Regions from separate parts of the Sus scrofa genome. Here all the other regions are linked to region 1. A link is a contact called in public HiChIP or PLAC-seq data. All regions are on one chromosome and are shown on one strand. Each heading gives the region's core, a stretch centred on a gene start, on an enhancer-like site or on the middle of the called end of the contact. The rest is flanking DNA. Distances are from core to core; before and after follow the strand shown.

Region 1 (4,759 bases), core at 1,372-3,871:
TGAGCCAGGCTCTGTTCTTAGCACTTAAGCAAAGTGTTACTGATTTAATCCTCCCAACAAATATTATCTTCAACATCATCATCATCATCATCCCTATTTTATCCATGAGGAGATTGAGGTGTAAAGGGGTTAAGTAATTTGCCCAAGGCCCCCAGGTTAGAAAGGGGCAGAGTGAGGCCCCAAACCCTGGCAGTGCCCTCTCCGCATCAGAGCCTGAGTCTGGACCTCCTGTTTGAAGGCCAGCTGTCATCCCCAGCTTCTCCCCTAGAAAGTTCTGAGAGTCTCACCCCCAGGGACCGCCTGGACCAGTAAGGAGAGAGCTCAGGCAGGCAGAGAGCAACACACGATCCCCAGACACGTGCCATCTTAGGATCCAGATCACCTGCCTGCAGAGCCTTGGGAACTGAGACACACCTGTGAGCCTTGGCCTCCCACATCCCGGCTTTCCTGGCCTTCAAGAAGCTGCGGCTGTGACCACTTCAACCCATCACCCTTTGTCTTCTCCCCACTCTGCACTTTTGTCTACATAAGGACAAATCCTTTTCACCTCCATTTTGCAAAGGAAAGATTAGGGCTTCCCAGAAATAATCCTTAGAAGAAAACTATGGGGGAAAGGAAGCTTGTTTGAAACTGTAGAAATGGGTGACTGCGGAAATAACAGACCTCAGGTACTCATCAGTGATGAGCTCTGACTCGGTTTGACTGCAGACCCCTCTTAGCCTAGCACTAGGCCCAGACCTGGGGCCTCTGGAGGATGTGATGCCTCCAGCGCAGGTCAGGTTTTAGGATGACTCTGGGGAGAGGCTTAGCTCTGTGGTGTCCCACACCTGGTCCTAGGCCAGGCCATGCCTGTCAGATTTGGCCAGTGGAGCAGTGATGGGGCAGGCGGTCCTCTCAGCATCCTCTCCCACCCGATGCTCCCCTCTGGTCTTTGTTGCTATGGTTGCTCAGGGGTTCCTCCTGGCCCTGAAAATGCCCGGACTCTTCTGGCTGCTGCAGGGCTTCCGGCTCTCACCTTGATCAGGCACCTATTCCGTGATATCCATTCCTGGGGAGGAGTGAAATGGGGACCCACAGACCATAGGCCCACATATTAGTAAGTCAGACTAACAAACTGTTAATTAAAATATGTTCTGTCCTTCAACCTTGAGAAGTTTACCTTTCAAAATGATAAAACCGGAAACAAATATATTACAGTTATGATTTTTTATATGATTGAATGTTTGCACAATATTGAAAAAAATGGAATTGAAGTATTCAGCACATCAGGGATTCTGTTGATGGGCCAGTGACGTTTGAATGAATAATAATATAAAAATATTTATATTATAGAGACATTTATGATTCATAAATTAATATATATTATCTTTAAAATTTATTTTCTGGACTTAATTTCAGCTTTAATAATAGAGAACTCAATTTGTGTTCCAGAGACAGTAATGATCTAAAGGATTAAAAATGAGATGCACTTGTATTCAGAGTGGTTTCAGTTACCTGTGGCTGCCTAACAAAACACTCCAAAGCTTGGTGATTTAAAATAGGCCATCTTTTATGGTTCTGTGGGTTGACTGGGCTCAGCTAAACATCTTTTCTGCTGCTTTGCTTAGGAATTCTCCTGTGCTTGTGCCTTGGTGCACAGCCTTGGGGCTAGACTCGTCAAGAGGCTCAACTGAGATACTGGGACAGCTGGTCCTTTGCTTCTTTCCATATCATCTCTGGGCCTCTCTCTCCACTTGGTTTTCTCCAGTAGGGTAACTGGACTTCCCAGATGGAAGCTCAGGACTCCTGGAGGGAGTATTTCAAAAAAGAAGAAGAGATGGGATTCCCATCATGGCGCAGGGGAAACGAATCAGACTAGGAACCATGAAGTTGTCCGCGTCTGCAACCTACACCACAGCTCACGGCAACGCCGGATCGTTAACCCACTGAGCAAGGGCAGGGACCGAACCCGCAACCTCATGGTTCCTAGTCGGATTCGTTAACCACTGCGCCACGACGGGAACTCCGAAGTTGTGGGTTTGATCCCTGGCCTCACTCAGTGGCTTAAGGATCTGGCCTTGCCATGAGCTCTGGTGTAGGTCCCAGACGCAGCTTGGATCTGGCATTGCTATGGCTGTGGCATAGGCCGGCAACAACAGCCCTGATTAGACCCCTAACCTGGGAACCTCCAGGTGACACAGGAGCGGCCCTAAAAAGACAAAAGACAAAAAAAAAAAAAAGAGAAAAAAAAAAAGGAAGCAGAAACTTCCAGTCCTCTTAAAGGCTACATCCAAAGCTTGTGCAATGTATGTCCAGTGCGTGCCATGTGTTAGCATGAGTCACAGGTCAGGCAAGATTCAGTGTGGGGAGGACCACACAGGGCATACATTCCAGGAGGTCTTGTTCATTGGGCCTTCCTTGGAGGCTAGGTACCTCAGTGCTATAAAGGAGTGATGTCACAAAAGCCCTAAAGCCTGTGGTTTGCTTGGGGAGAGCTGGAGGGCAGAAGCTGGGGAGCCTTGAGGAGTTCCTAAAGGCTTGGAACAGTAAGGAAACTGTTATTGAAGGCTGGAGAAGAGGGACCTGAGATGGTCACTCAGAAGGATTCTCCCTATCGTCATGGGGAAGTAGCAAGGCAGCCTAATAAACCCATGATCTGAAGGAAGCCGTTCCCAGCAGAATGTCGAAAGTGCTCCTTGGCTTCTTCCAGCTGACTCTGATAAAGCAGGAAAAGACAGAAATGACCTAAAGAAGCTTCGGAGCAGAATGTAGGAAAGCTAAGGAGCCCTGGTCTACTCTTCTAATCAAAAAAGTCTGGAAAAGTAAGAAGTGGTCTCAGGGCAAAGATAAGGTCCAGGATGCTGCCAGCAAAACGTGGTCTCTAGCATAGTCGTGGGTGTGTCTGTAAGACCCTTTAGAAATATTTAAGGGCATGCCCTCCCCGTTTTGGAGAGACAACAGGGCTGCTAAGAATGTTAAAGGCATGCTTCTTAGGTCCTCTCTGTTGGAGAATATGAGGCTTAAGGTGAGAAGGGCCTTTTGGGAAATAAATGGGGGTGTTATGCCTTTTGTCTAAGGGAGTAGGTTATAGTTAGATATCTAAGAAACCCCCAAATCTTTTAAGAGAATTTTTTCAGCTTGGATTGAAAGGGTCAAAGACAATTCCAAATGAAGAGACCTTTTTTATGGGCAGGAAGCAGGCTGAGAAGTCAGTCTGGCTGCAAACACTGCCCATTTCTTCTGGAAAAGGAGGGATACCTCAGAACATGGAGCTCAGAGCTCTCTGGAGAACCACTCTCACAAAGCAGGACCTGGCTTGATTTCAGAATTGCTCCACACAGCTTTCTCCCCCTTTTTGAATGAGAGTGTAGGTAGCAGTTGTCCTGTGCCTATTCCCTTGCCGTGTGATAGGTCTGGGGAGGAAGATAACTTGTCTCTTTAGTTCACGGGCCCTCACATTGAGAGACAGCCTCCCTAAGCACCCACACCTGAGGGGCCTCCTCTGCAGTCACCTGAACTGGATGTTGAGGTCCTGGGTTTGGAGCCTAAGCCTGTGAATCTCATTCACGGATCAGACTTCGGGTGGGGCGTCTCAGACAGTGAGTGTCTTTTGATCATGTGAGGGATGTGATTCATTAGGGGCCAGAGACTAATGGGGACAGTCTTCAAAGCTAGTCCCCAGTGAACCTCATCTTCTGGTATTCATGACCTCCTATGGTCTCTGTCTTTTTCTGGACTGTCCCTATGACTCACTTTTGGCCAATAGAAAGCAGCAACAGCGATGCTGTGTGATTTCTGAGGACAGGTCCCAGGAAGCCTTTCAGCTTTGGCCTGGGTCTTTTAGAATGCTCCTTCTGGGATAAGCCAGCCATCGTGTAAGAAGTCTGATGCCTCTGAGACTGCTGTGCTCTGAGGAGGCCAAGCTAGCCCTGTGGACAGGTGGCAGGAGAAAGCCGTGTAGTCAGCCAGACTCCACCTGTTCCAGTCGCCGCAGCCAAGTACTGGATATGAGAAGGCACACGCTGCCATCTTGAATATACCATCCAGCTGAACTTGCATTTGACACTAGACCTTATCACCATCTGACTGCAAGCACACAAGAGACGTCCCCTCTCCAAGTGACCACTGAGCCAGTCAATCCACAGAACTGTGAGAAACATTATTTATTTATCTGGCTGTGCCCCTGGCATGTGCAAGTTCTGGGCCAGGGATAGAACCTATGCCATAGCAGCGACAGTGCTGGTCCTCAACCCGCTGAGCCACCAGGGAATTCTTAAACATAATGTATTTTAAGCCACCAAGTTTGAGGATGTTTTTGTACAGCAATAGATAACTGCAACTGTTAAAAAATTATATGTATTTTAATAAAAATGCAAACCAGTTATAAAAGATCAGAGCTTCAGATTCCTTTTTGTGTAAGTTTTTAACTTTTTTTAATATTCAGATTTATTCTCTTTCAGGGAGATCACTGCGCACTCATGCTGTGGACTGAGTGATCCTGCCGCTAGTGGTAAGATCTGGTGGACCGTCGTGGGCAGTGGTAAGAATCCGACTGGAACCATGAGGGCGGTCGGTCCTACTGCTCAGTGGTTACGATCCGGTGCTGTGAGCTGGTGTAGGCTGGTGGCTGCAGGATTTGACCCTAGCCTGGCCTCATATGCCATGGTGTGGCCTAAAAGAAAAAAAAATAAATAAGTAAATAAAAGATCTGGTGTTGCCACAGTTGCAGCTGTGGCTCAATTTCAGTCCCTGGCCTGGGAACTCCCATATGCCATGGGTG
Region 2 (4,759 bases), core at 1,503-4,002, 690 kb after region 1:
TATCTTTATTCCTCTAGGGTCTGCTACAGCCTGTAGCGAACAAGTGCTCCACTAGCATCTAAAGAACTGAGCTGGACTTATCCGAATGCCATTCTATTATGATGAGGTAGAAAAGAGAAAAAGACTATGACCTCAAGTAACAACTAGAGATTTAAGTACACAGGTCCCAGCTGAGTTTCAAGAGTCCTGAGGTTTAAGAGTCTGGCAGACAGTTCTCCAAATGTCTACAAGAGTCGAATGCTTTTTAAATGTAGAGTTAACCCTTAATATGTTATTGGTGACATCTGGACCCTATTGATAGCAACATCCATTTGAGCTCTGAAAGACAGCAGCTGGGGAAGAAAAACAGGAAGCATTGGTGAGAACTGAAAGAAATGCAATCAGAAAGAGCAACAGTAGAATAGAATGGTCTAGAATGATATGGTGAGGTAAAAGAAAAACAACACAAGGGAAAAATGCTCAGATTCAGAGGAAAAATGAGAGGTTTTTTTTCCACTAAAAGGTAATTTTATGATGTTAAAATTCTTCAATAATATCTATTATATTGAAAACATTTCAAGAAATCAGTTGGCTTTCTTTAAGTAAGTTTGAAGGATAATTTTATAATACAAAAGATTAACACTAAACTTCAAAGTACAGAGCTACTTACCATATGAGTTAGTTTAAGTGAAATTTGGATAGTTGGCTCCTGATATCATGGAAAAGGGATGGAAAAATGAAATTTACGGCACCTCAAAGCGGGGAGTGATCTGCAGTCCATCTTGAAATGTGTTAGATGTCTTTTGGGACAAAGTAAACCAAAATTCTGACTTAGAAGTATTACCATCAAACCTGAAGGAAGCTACATGGCAGTGCTTCAAATTCCAATAACATCTCTGAGAAAAATGTGTTTGTAATGTTTCTGATATACTGATATTTGATATTTTCCACGTCTTTTAAAATACACACATTGTTGTTAGGGAAATTTGAATATAACCTACCTCATTTGAAATTGTGACTGTATATTCATGGAATAAGGTTGCAGGGGATGTGGAGTCCTAGTTCTAGGAAGGACTTGCTGCCCAGGTTGCATGGAATATGGTGACCAAAGAGCTTCCAGCTGTCACTCCCATCAGGGTTTCCCTAAACTATTGCCACACCCCAGCACACACACCCTTCCATCTGAGTACTGACCAACCGATGGCACTCTTAGTATATTTGTGGTCATTGTGGGACAGCTCTGACTTGGGTTGTATGTGCTCTAGGCCTCCCCATGGGCATTTCTTGTTCCAAACCTACATCATTCCTTTCCAACCCGAAGTTGGTCCCAATAGATATGATGCATACCAAGCCCTGCCTTAGCTTCTGCTTTCACAGAACTAATGGGGGACAAATATTAACAAGTATACGGAATAGGACACATTTGTGATTCTTCACCTCCTTTATTCCAAGCAGGACCTAGAATGCAGATAGATGAATAGTTAGATAGACAGATGGATAGATGGATGGATAGATAGAGAATCTGTCTCTATATGATTTTTTACTCTGCAGTCATTCTTTTCTCTCTCTCTCTCTCTCTCTCTCTTTTTTTTTTAGGGCTGCTCTAGAGGCATATGGAGGTTCCCAGGCTAGGGGGTCCAATCGGAGCTGTAGCCACCAGTCTACACCACAGCCACAGCAACGTGGGATCTGAACTGAGTCTGCAACTTACACCACAGCTCATGGCAACACCAGATCCTTAACCCACTGAGCAAGACCAGGGATCGAATCCACATCCTCATGGATGCTAGCTGGGTTCATAAACCACTAAGCCATGATGGGAACTCCCATTCTTTTCTTGATATGGAAGAATCCTAGGATTTTTCTAGTTGTTCTCTTCCCTAAGTAACAGAAACAGGAAATTATATTCAGAATCAGTACCAATTAATCATTTATTCATTCAACAAACATTTAATGAGTGCCTGTGCTATACTAGCCCCTTGGAGTTCCTAGTGCCTAAGGATACAAAGTGTGTAATATAGTGTTGAAAAAAATTAGTAAGGGCTAGAACAGAGGAAACACTGATTATAGTGATGGGACAAAGAAGCAAGTGATTACTTCTGCTTTTGTGAAGTGGGAGAAGCCACATAACAAGAGGTTTTCCAGGATGTAGAGGTGATTAAGCTATAAACAGGGAGGCATTCCAGCCTTTCCCAGCACAGAGAACAACACAGTGCAGGACTTGAACACATGAAACAAATCAGCGCCTCTGGGGAGATTTAAGTCTTTAATCTGGCAACAGCTTCTCTCACCATTCAGCCTTTCCACTGACCTATCTCTTTGCATGAAACAAAGAGCCATACCCGAGGCACATGGAGGTTCCCACACTAGGGGTCTAAATCAGAGCTGCAGCTGCTGGCCTACACCACAACCACAGCAACGCCAGAACCGAGCCACGTCTGCAATCTATACCACAGCTCACGGCAACACCAGATCCTTAACCCACTGAGCAAGGCCAGGGATCGAACCTTCCGTAGTCAGTCAGATTCCTTTCCGCTGAGCCATGACAGGAACTCCCCATGAAACACTTTTGACTCTCCCAATTTTTTAACAGGATTAACTTCTTGTCCTCATTGTCTTTGTTAGGACATCACTTTCATGAAGAATTCTTCCTTGATGCCCTCCAGACCGGATTAGGTAAGTCTGCCGTACAGTTCCTCAGCACAGAGTACTTCCCCTGTCCCAGCATTTATTACACTGTGCTCTAAATGCCAGTCTGCTTATCAGCTTCCCTCTGAGTGAACCATAACCTTCTTGAAAGCAGAAGTTGGTCACTGTTCATCATCAGATCTCAACACGCTGCCTGGAAGATACAAGGTCCTCTTTGATGAATAAATCAATGCTGCTAAGTGCAATGGACTTAGGAAGACATATTCATTTATTGTATCAACACCTATTTGTGCACATTATGTGCTAGACATCTCTAGGCACTGGAAATCCCAAGAATGAACAGAACAAAGAATCTCGTGGAGCTTATATTCTAGTGGAGAAAGACAGACAGTAGACAAACTGCTATAAATATAAAGCAGGATGGGGAAGAAGAAGTTTCTTATTTCATATAGGATGGTCAGGGAAGACTTCATTCATAAGGTTATATCTTAGAAAAGTCCCAAAGGAAATGTGGAAATGAGCTACAAATATTTGGCAAATAAGATACGCATTAGAACGATCATCAGCAATACGTAAAATAACCTCCTTAATGTTTCTTCTACATCTTGGTTAATTTCTCTCAGCTATTTTGGATAATGTCATGTGTGATTTTTGTTAAACTCTCACTTTTATTGTGGTTATCTCTCTACGTACTAGCAAAATATCTCAAGTTCTTTATTTCACAGTCCATGTTACAAGGATTTTTGTAATGGTCAGGAAATTTCTTTTTTTCTAAAGAGTTTTGAAATTATAGACTAACCCAAAGAATACCTACTATCAGGACAAATAGTTTATCCTTTGTTAGCTGGCACTGGGCGAGACCGATTAATATGGCCATCTGAACTGAGTTGATTTCTGAGAAGCTTACCTTTCAAGGGTAAATTCAAATCTGTGATAGCCCAGCCTACTTGGCAATTTTCAGTTTTTCTTTTTTAGTATGGGCCATTACAAAATTAAATCAAGGACATTTAAGAGAGTCTCTATAAGGCCCATAAGTGATGTGGAGCGTTCCCTGATAGGAGTTAAGTAATGACAGGGTTCTCTTTTTTCAATCAAATGAAGGAAGTGGCTGTGTTAGTGTCGCAGTGACATGGGAGGTGAAATAGAACAATATTTTATAGAGATTAGATGACTAGCTAAAAAATGAGAAATTTTCTATCTGTAGAAGAGTGTATATAGCACAGCAACCATTAAGGTTAACAAAAACCTTAAAACAAAATCAAATGAAGTTTTTACACATTTTACTATTGCTGTCACACTTCCAAACAAGGTGACTATATTTTGGCTACTCAGTGAAATGCTGAAATGAGCAGTAGGCCTCTAAAGATTACCATGTATTTGTATTAATACTGCTAGTGTTTATTCAGACTTTGTATGAACAAACAGGGGTATAGGAATTATGCATCTAGAATCCCAAGGAAACCAAAAAGAAGACAAAAAGACAACTTACAGAATGGGAGGAAATAGTTTCAAATGATGCAACTGACAAGGGCTTAATCTCTAAAATATATAGAATCCCAGAAAACACATTTTGATAGGTGGTTATTATACCATCTTGGTGCTTGTACATGAGCATGTTGTTGTTTTCTTAAACTTGAAAAGTACCCAATCATACAAAGTATTTGTTTTTACTTAACTATAATTTGCCTGAGAAGATAAACTCTCTTTTTATTGTTGGGTTTTTTAAATCGTTTTATTTAATTTGTTTTTGTGGCACCCATAGCACATGGAAATTCCCTGGGGCCGGGGGTCAAACCTGTACCACAGCATCAACCAGAGCAACAGCAGTGATAATACCTGATCCTTCACCTACTAGGCCACTAGGGAACTCCCAGGGTTTTTGTGTTTTGTTTTGTTTTTTTTTTAATTCTAAGTTTGTTAAACAAAAGAATTCATACAGGTTTTTTTAGACAAACTTAATTATCCCTATTTGCCTTTCTTTTATTGAGTGATGGAGCAAATCTTTGTGTTACTAGCAAGTCATTTTAGGGACCTGAAGGATAGCTCAGGCATAAAAGATATCTTAAGAGTTTTATTATTCTGAATTTGAGGCCTGAATTTAGGAAAAGCAACATCAAGGGTGATTAAGGAG
Region 3 (4,759 bases), core at 995-3,494, 550 kb after region 1:
CATTTAATGAATATTCACTTGCCTTTGGTTCAAGAATGGTCTTAGAAATAAGCTTTCCTTTAATTAAGAACAAAAGTACCCCAGAAAGCTGAAATGAGATCTGAGGAACAGTCCACCTGAGTCAGCTAGTCAGCATAAGGAAGAGTTGGCAGTCCCTGGCTGACAATGCTCCAGAGTGTGACTGAAACACCATTCTGTTCATGTAAAGATGTGGAAAACACCGAGTGCCTGTCATGGTTCAGTGGAAACGAATCTGACTAGCATCCATGAGGATACAGGTTTGGTCCCTGGCCTTGCTCAGTGGGTTAAGGATCCAACATTGCCATGAGCCGTGGTGCAGGTCACAGACGTGGCTCAGATCCCTAGTTGCTGGGGCTGTGGCGTAGGCTGGCAGCTACAGCTCCGATTCGACCCCTAGCCTGGGAACCTCCATGTGCCGCAGGTACCACCTTAAAAAGACCAAAAAAAAAAAAAAAAAAAAAAAAAAGAGAGAGAGAGATTTGGAAAACAGATTTTTCTGGACAGATCTAGGCCTGACATCTCTACTACCAAGCTGACAAGCCAAAATATGAACCTGGTACAAAGGTACCCAGCAGTTCTAAAAAGAGCTTGCGGTGTTTATAGACTGCTAATTCTCAATCCTGGGCCTAGACATACACCAATCAATCAAGCAATGGACAGTCGTGTCCTGAGCAGTATGCTAAGTGCTCTGGAGGACACCGGCAGCGCACATTAAGGTTCAATTCTAAGCCTCAAGGACTTAACATCAAGCTTAAAACATATGACAGAAGTTAAAGCATGATTGAAGGACTGGCATGGTAAGAGCTAACAAAGTGGCACAAGCTTGCTCTGGAGGCCAAAGCAGAGGGATGCTCAGGGAAACCTAGCTCCATGGATGGAAGGCACCAGGAGGTGGACAGATTTGGAAATGTAGAGAAAGAGCAGTCTTAAATTAGTCTTGGTGGCTCCAGGGCTTGAAGGACAGCTAAGGGTCCCCTTTCCCAGAGGCGGGGGAGGTTGAAGGAGGAGGAAGTATGTGGAGGAGAAGGGGCTGGCAGGAAACCATGGAGAGAGAGACGAGCAAGGCCTGCCTGGGGACGAAGGAAGAAGCTGGACCAAAATGCTCCTGGAGGAGGGAGCAGGTTGGACGTCAGAAGGCCCTGAATGCAAGCTAATGAGTTTCAACCAGATTTCTCAAATCCTGGAAATCTACTTGAAGTTTTGGCCAGTGAGTAACATGACTGTGTTTAAGTCTGTCCTAAACATTTTTATATAAGTCTACACTGCCCACAAAAAAAAAGAATTAAAAAGAGACTTTTTCTCAACTATGTTCCTAAAGTTTAAAAAAACCCTATCACTGTCACTAAATCTTAGATCACTCCGTAAATCACACATCCTTGAGTAAACACGGTAAACACTGAACGGTCCATTTTACACAGCACTGAAAAAATGACTTCTTAAAGGCAAACTCAGTCCTAACTACATTCACTCCCTGACTTCACCCTCCCCCTAAAACCTGACTAGGGTCTTTATTTTGCATTAAGTGTTACAGATTTCCTTATGGACCTGGAAGGAAGAGCTGTTAGTCATCAATCTGGATGGTGTGCATTAATAGGGTCTTTGTTCAGAACATTTAATTATAGGTTTGAGCCTTGGACGAATGCAAAATGAAAATATTGGAGGGGACTTTCCTTCTGCTAATCTGCCAGCCAAGCAGTACCATGGATTCCAAAACGGTCCCTCCGCACATCATTTGGAGAGGCGGTCTCTTCCCTGGGGTCTGGGACATGGCTTCCTTCTCTGGCCTGATCTTGAGCTGCCCTGGGCCACTCAGCTTCCAACAGAGTTCAGGCAATCAAAGGCCTGAGGATGCTCAGATGTAATTTGGGCGGTTTCATACCTTTTAGATGTTTGTGCCTCAACAAAGGCAACATGACCGTACTCGCTCACTCTCGCTGGCTCCAGGCGACCCCAGGACTGTCCCACCTTTGACCCCATGAGCTGTGTAGAAGGAGTCCAGAGTTTCAAGCCAAGCTTTAATCTATTTTCAAGTTTATGAAATGATTTTACTCTGGCAAGTAATTATCTGGGGAAGACTGCTGCATATGCTGAAAATGCAGTATTTGTGTGTGCATTTTACACATTAATTATTGTAGAGATGTTAGCATTTAAAACCTGTACGGTGACAGTGTGTTATCATGATGATCATTTTGAACTGTTTAGAAATATTGCATCACTATGTTGTGTAACAGGAACTAACACAGTGTCATAGGTCAGTTGTGCTTCAAAAACAAGCAAACAAACAAACTCATTGAAAAAGAGATCAGATTTGAGGTTCCCGAGATGGAGGTGGTTAGAATTAGAGGAAGATGGTTGAAAGGTACAAACATCTAGTTATGAGATAAATACTAGGGACACAATGTACAACATGATAAATATAATTAATACTGCTTTATGTTATAAATGAAAGTGGTTAAGAGAATAAATCTGAAAGCGTTCTCATCACAAGAAAAAAAATTTTTTCTGTTTCTTTAATTTTGTATCTACATGAGATGACGGAGTCACTAAACTTACTGTGGTAAACATTTCATGATGTATATAAATCAAATCATTAAGCTGTATACCTTAAACTTATACCGTGCTGTATGCCAGTTATAGCTCAATGAAACTGGAAGGAAAAAACAATTAAAAAAAACTACAAACAAGGAACCAAATAAATAGCTATCATACCTAAAGACACAGGATTTTGAGTTTCCTGAGCAACAAAGAAAGCAAGGAGAAAACTGGTTAATAAAATACCTGCTTTCTAAACCTTAGGGCATGTTCAGGCACTCTTCCACAGAAAGTTGAAGATTCATGCCAGTGTTGCAACAGGGAAAGCTGCTGACCAAAAGCTCCAGTAAAATCAATATGAATGAAGGAGTTCCCGTCGTGGCGCAGTGGTTAACAAATCCGACTAGGAACCATGAGGTTGCGGGGTTCGGTCCCTGCCCTTGCTCAGTGGGTTAACGATCCGGCGTTGCCGTGAGCTGTGGTGTAGGTTGCAGACGCGGCTGGGATCCTGAGTTGCTGTGGCTCTGGCGTAGGCCGGTGGCTAGAGCTCCGATTCGACCCCTAGCCTGGGAACCTCCATATGCCACGGGAGTGGCCCAAGAAATAGCAAAAAGACCAAAAAAAAAAAAAAAAATGAATGAAAAGTATACAGCCTAACAACAACAGCTCTCAGCATCCCCGATGCCTTAACCATCCGGTGAGGCAGGGACTTTTGAAACCTGCAGTCTCATGGACACTGCAGTGGAAGTTCGTTTACTCTGAGCCAGAATGGGCTACACCACCCACCACGCAAAGACGCATCTCCAACTAAGAATCCCCCTTTTCTACACTTCTTACAACGGCAGTCTTAAATAGAAGTTAACAATCTCTCTAATATATTCAAACATTCAAATTCCTAGAGAAAAGCAGCATGAAATATAATGCACAGGAATTATTAGGGCATCATTTAATTGAAAGATGAACGAGACCAAATGATCAACAGATCATTTTGGAAACATGACCAAAGGACTTGGGTTTCTCTTAATTTCTGCCATTCTTTCCTGTATTGCACCCTTATGCTAGCAGAGGTGCCGTGCTTGGCACTATGGGGGATAAAGCAAAGATGAATTTGACTTTCAGGTCCCTAGAAGTGAGATTTGAGGGATTTATTCTCTTAACCACTTTCATTTATAACATAAAGCAGTATTAATTATATTTATCATGTTGTACATTGTGTCCCTAGTATTTATCTCATAACTAGATGTTTGTACCTTTCAATCATCTTCCAAATCAAAATCATAAAAGTCACAACAACAAAAAGCCATCCCTTTCTGAAATCTGTCCTAAACATTAAAAGAGCATTTTCAGTTCAAAATGCAAAGGTAACTCTTCCCCAGAGAGCTGCTTATTTGGATAGAGACATGTGGTAAACATTTCCTAGGGAAGGAGCAAATGAAAAAAAGGTCAAAGGTAAAAGTCAACTGAGAAGAGCTGCAACATCTCAGCAATTTACAAATTTAAAGGAGAGCAACAGTTTGAAGGGTGGGGATAAACACACCACCTCCATTCATTATAAACTGAGATTTAAGAGAGACTCTTTTCCTTCTCCGGGGTGAATACCACAACATCTGTTCTCCTGTCATAACAGCAACTAAGTTGATTTAAGAAAATACTCTCTCTCTCTTTTTTTAAAGCTGTTGGTGCATAATTACACCATTTCTCTTGAGCCTTGGTTTCCTTAAGACGTGTTTATTCTGCACATCTGCTCTCCCCATACCTGATTACACAAAGGTATCATAAATAGCAAACCAACAGGTATAAAGAGACCAGCCCTCAAAACAGATCAAAGCAAACAGCCCGTGGAGTCCTTTGGAAATCTTGGCTGGCAGCTCTTGTAAATAAAAGTGCTTCTAAAGCAGAAAGCATTCAACTACCGTATTTATATAGGGCGTGATTGACAGGTCAGTTATTAACTTCATAAAAACACAGGCAATGTTAACTAGCAAGAATGTTTGTTCTAGCTGTTCTATCTGAAGGAAAATGAAATCCAAGATAGAATGGCTTGCTCTCTGTTTCTTTTAAGTATTTATTTTAGAACCGTGCAGTATAAAAGAATGTTTTTTCAAGTCAGTGAACTTAAGCTATTTTGCTTACTGTTCTGGAATTTAAGTATGTTGTTATAGTTCTTTAGAAAACAAATGTTACATTTACTAAAGGCAAATTCCAA

The links. HiChIP or PLAC-seq counts read pairs in DNA pulled down with a chosen protein or histone mark.
Region 2: a contact with region 1 is called in an H3K27ac HiChIP or PLAC-seq map of alveolar macrophages, with 12 times the contacts expected there. The contact joins two enhancer-like sites. A contact is called at or near these places in 11 of 47 Hi-C or Micro-C datasets (alveolar macrophages, embryonic fibroblasts, epiblast stem cells and 7 more) and 2 of 2 datasets of contacts at active chromatin or transcription factors (alveolar macrophages and skeletal muscle).
Region 3: a contact with region 1 is called in an H3K27ac HiChIP or PLAC-seq map of alveolar macrophages. The contact joins two enhancer-like sites. A contact is called at or near these places in 2 of 47 Hi-C or Micro-C datasets (retroperitoneal adipose tissue and subcutaneous adipose tissue) and 2 of 2 datasets of contacts at active chromatin or transcription factors (alveolar macrophages and skeletal muscle).

The regions. Positions count from the first base shown.
Region 1 is chr3:97,540,958-97,545,716 of Sscrofa11.1, reverse strand. All of the region lies in intron 2 of LOC106509843 (a long non-coding RNA gene), which reads left to right. Among named protein-coding and RNA genes, the nearest start is that of TRNAI-UAU, 24 kb to the left of the region's middle. Within about 2 kb of position 2,621, at least 14 of the 83 cell types and tissues checked have an H3K27ac peak or open chromatin away from gene starts, as enhancers often do. A contact at or near this core is called in alveolar macrophages, where this site is marked.
Region 2 is chr3:96,848,169-96,852,927 of Sscrofa11.1, reverse strand. No RefSeq gene overlaps it. Among named protein-coding and RNA genes, the nearest start is that of PLEKHH2, 17 kb to the right of the region's middle. Within about 2 kb of position 2,752, at least 6 of the 83 cell types and tissues checked have an H3K27ac peak or open chromatin away from gene starts, as enhancers often do. A contact at or near this core is called in alveolar macrophages, where this site is marked.
Region 3 is chr3:96,990,271-96,995,029 of Sscrofa11.1, reverse strand. All of the region lies in intron 28 of THADA (thyroid adenoma-associated protein), which reads right to left. Among named protein-coding and RNA genes, the nearest start is that of THADA, 120 kb to the right of the region's middle. Within about 2 kb of position 2,244, at least 8 of the 83 cell types and tissues checked have an H3K27ac peak or open chromatin away from gene starts, as enhancers often do. A contact at or near this core is called in alveolar macrophages, where this site is marked.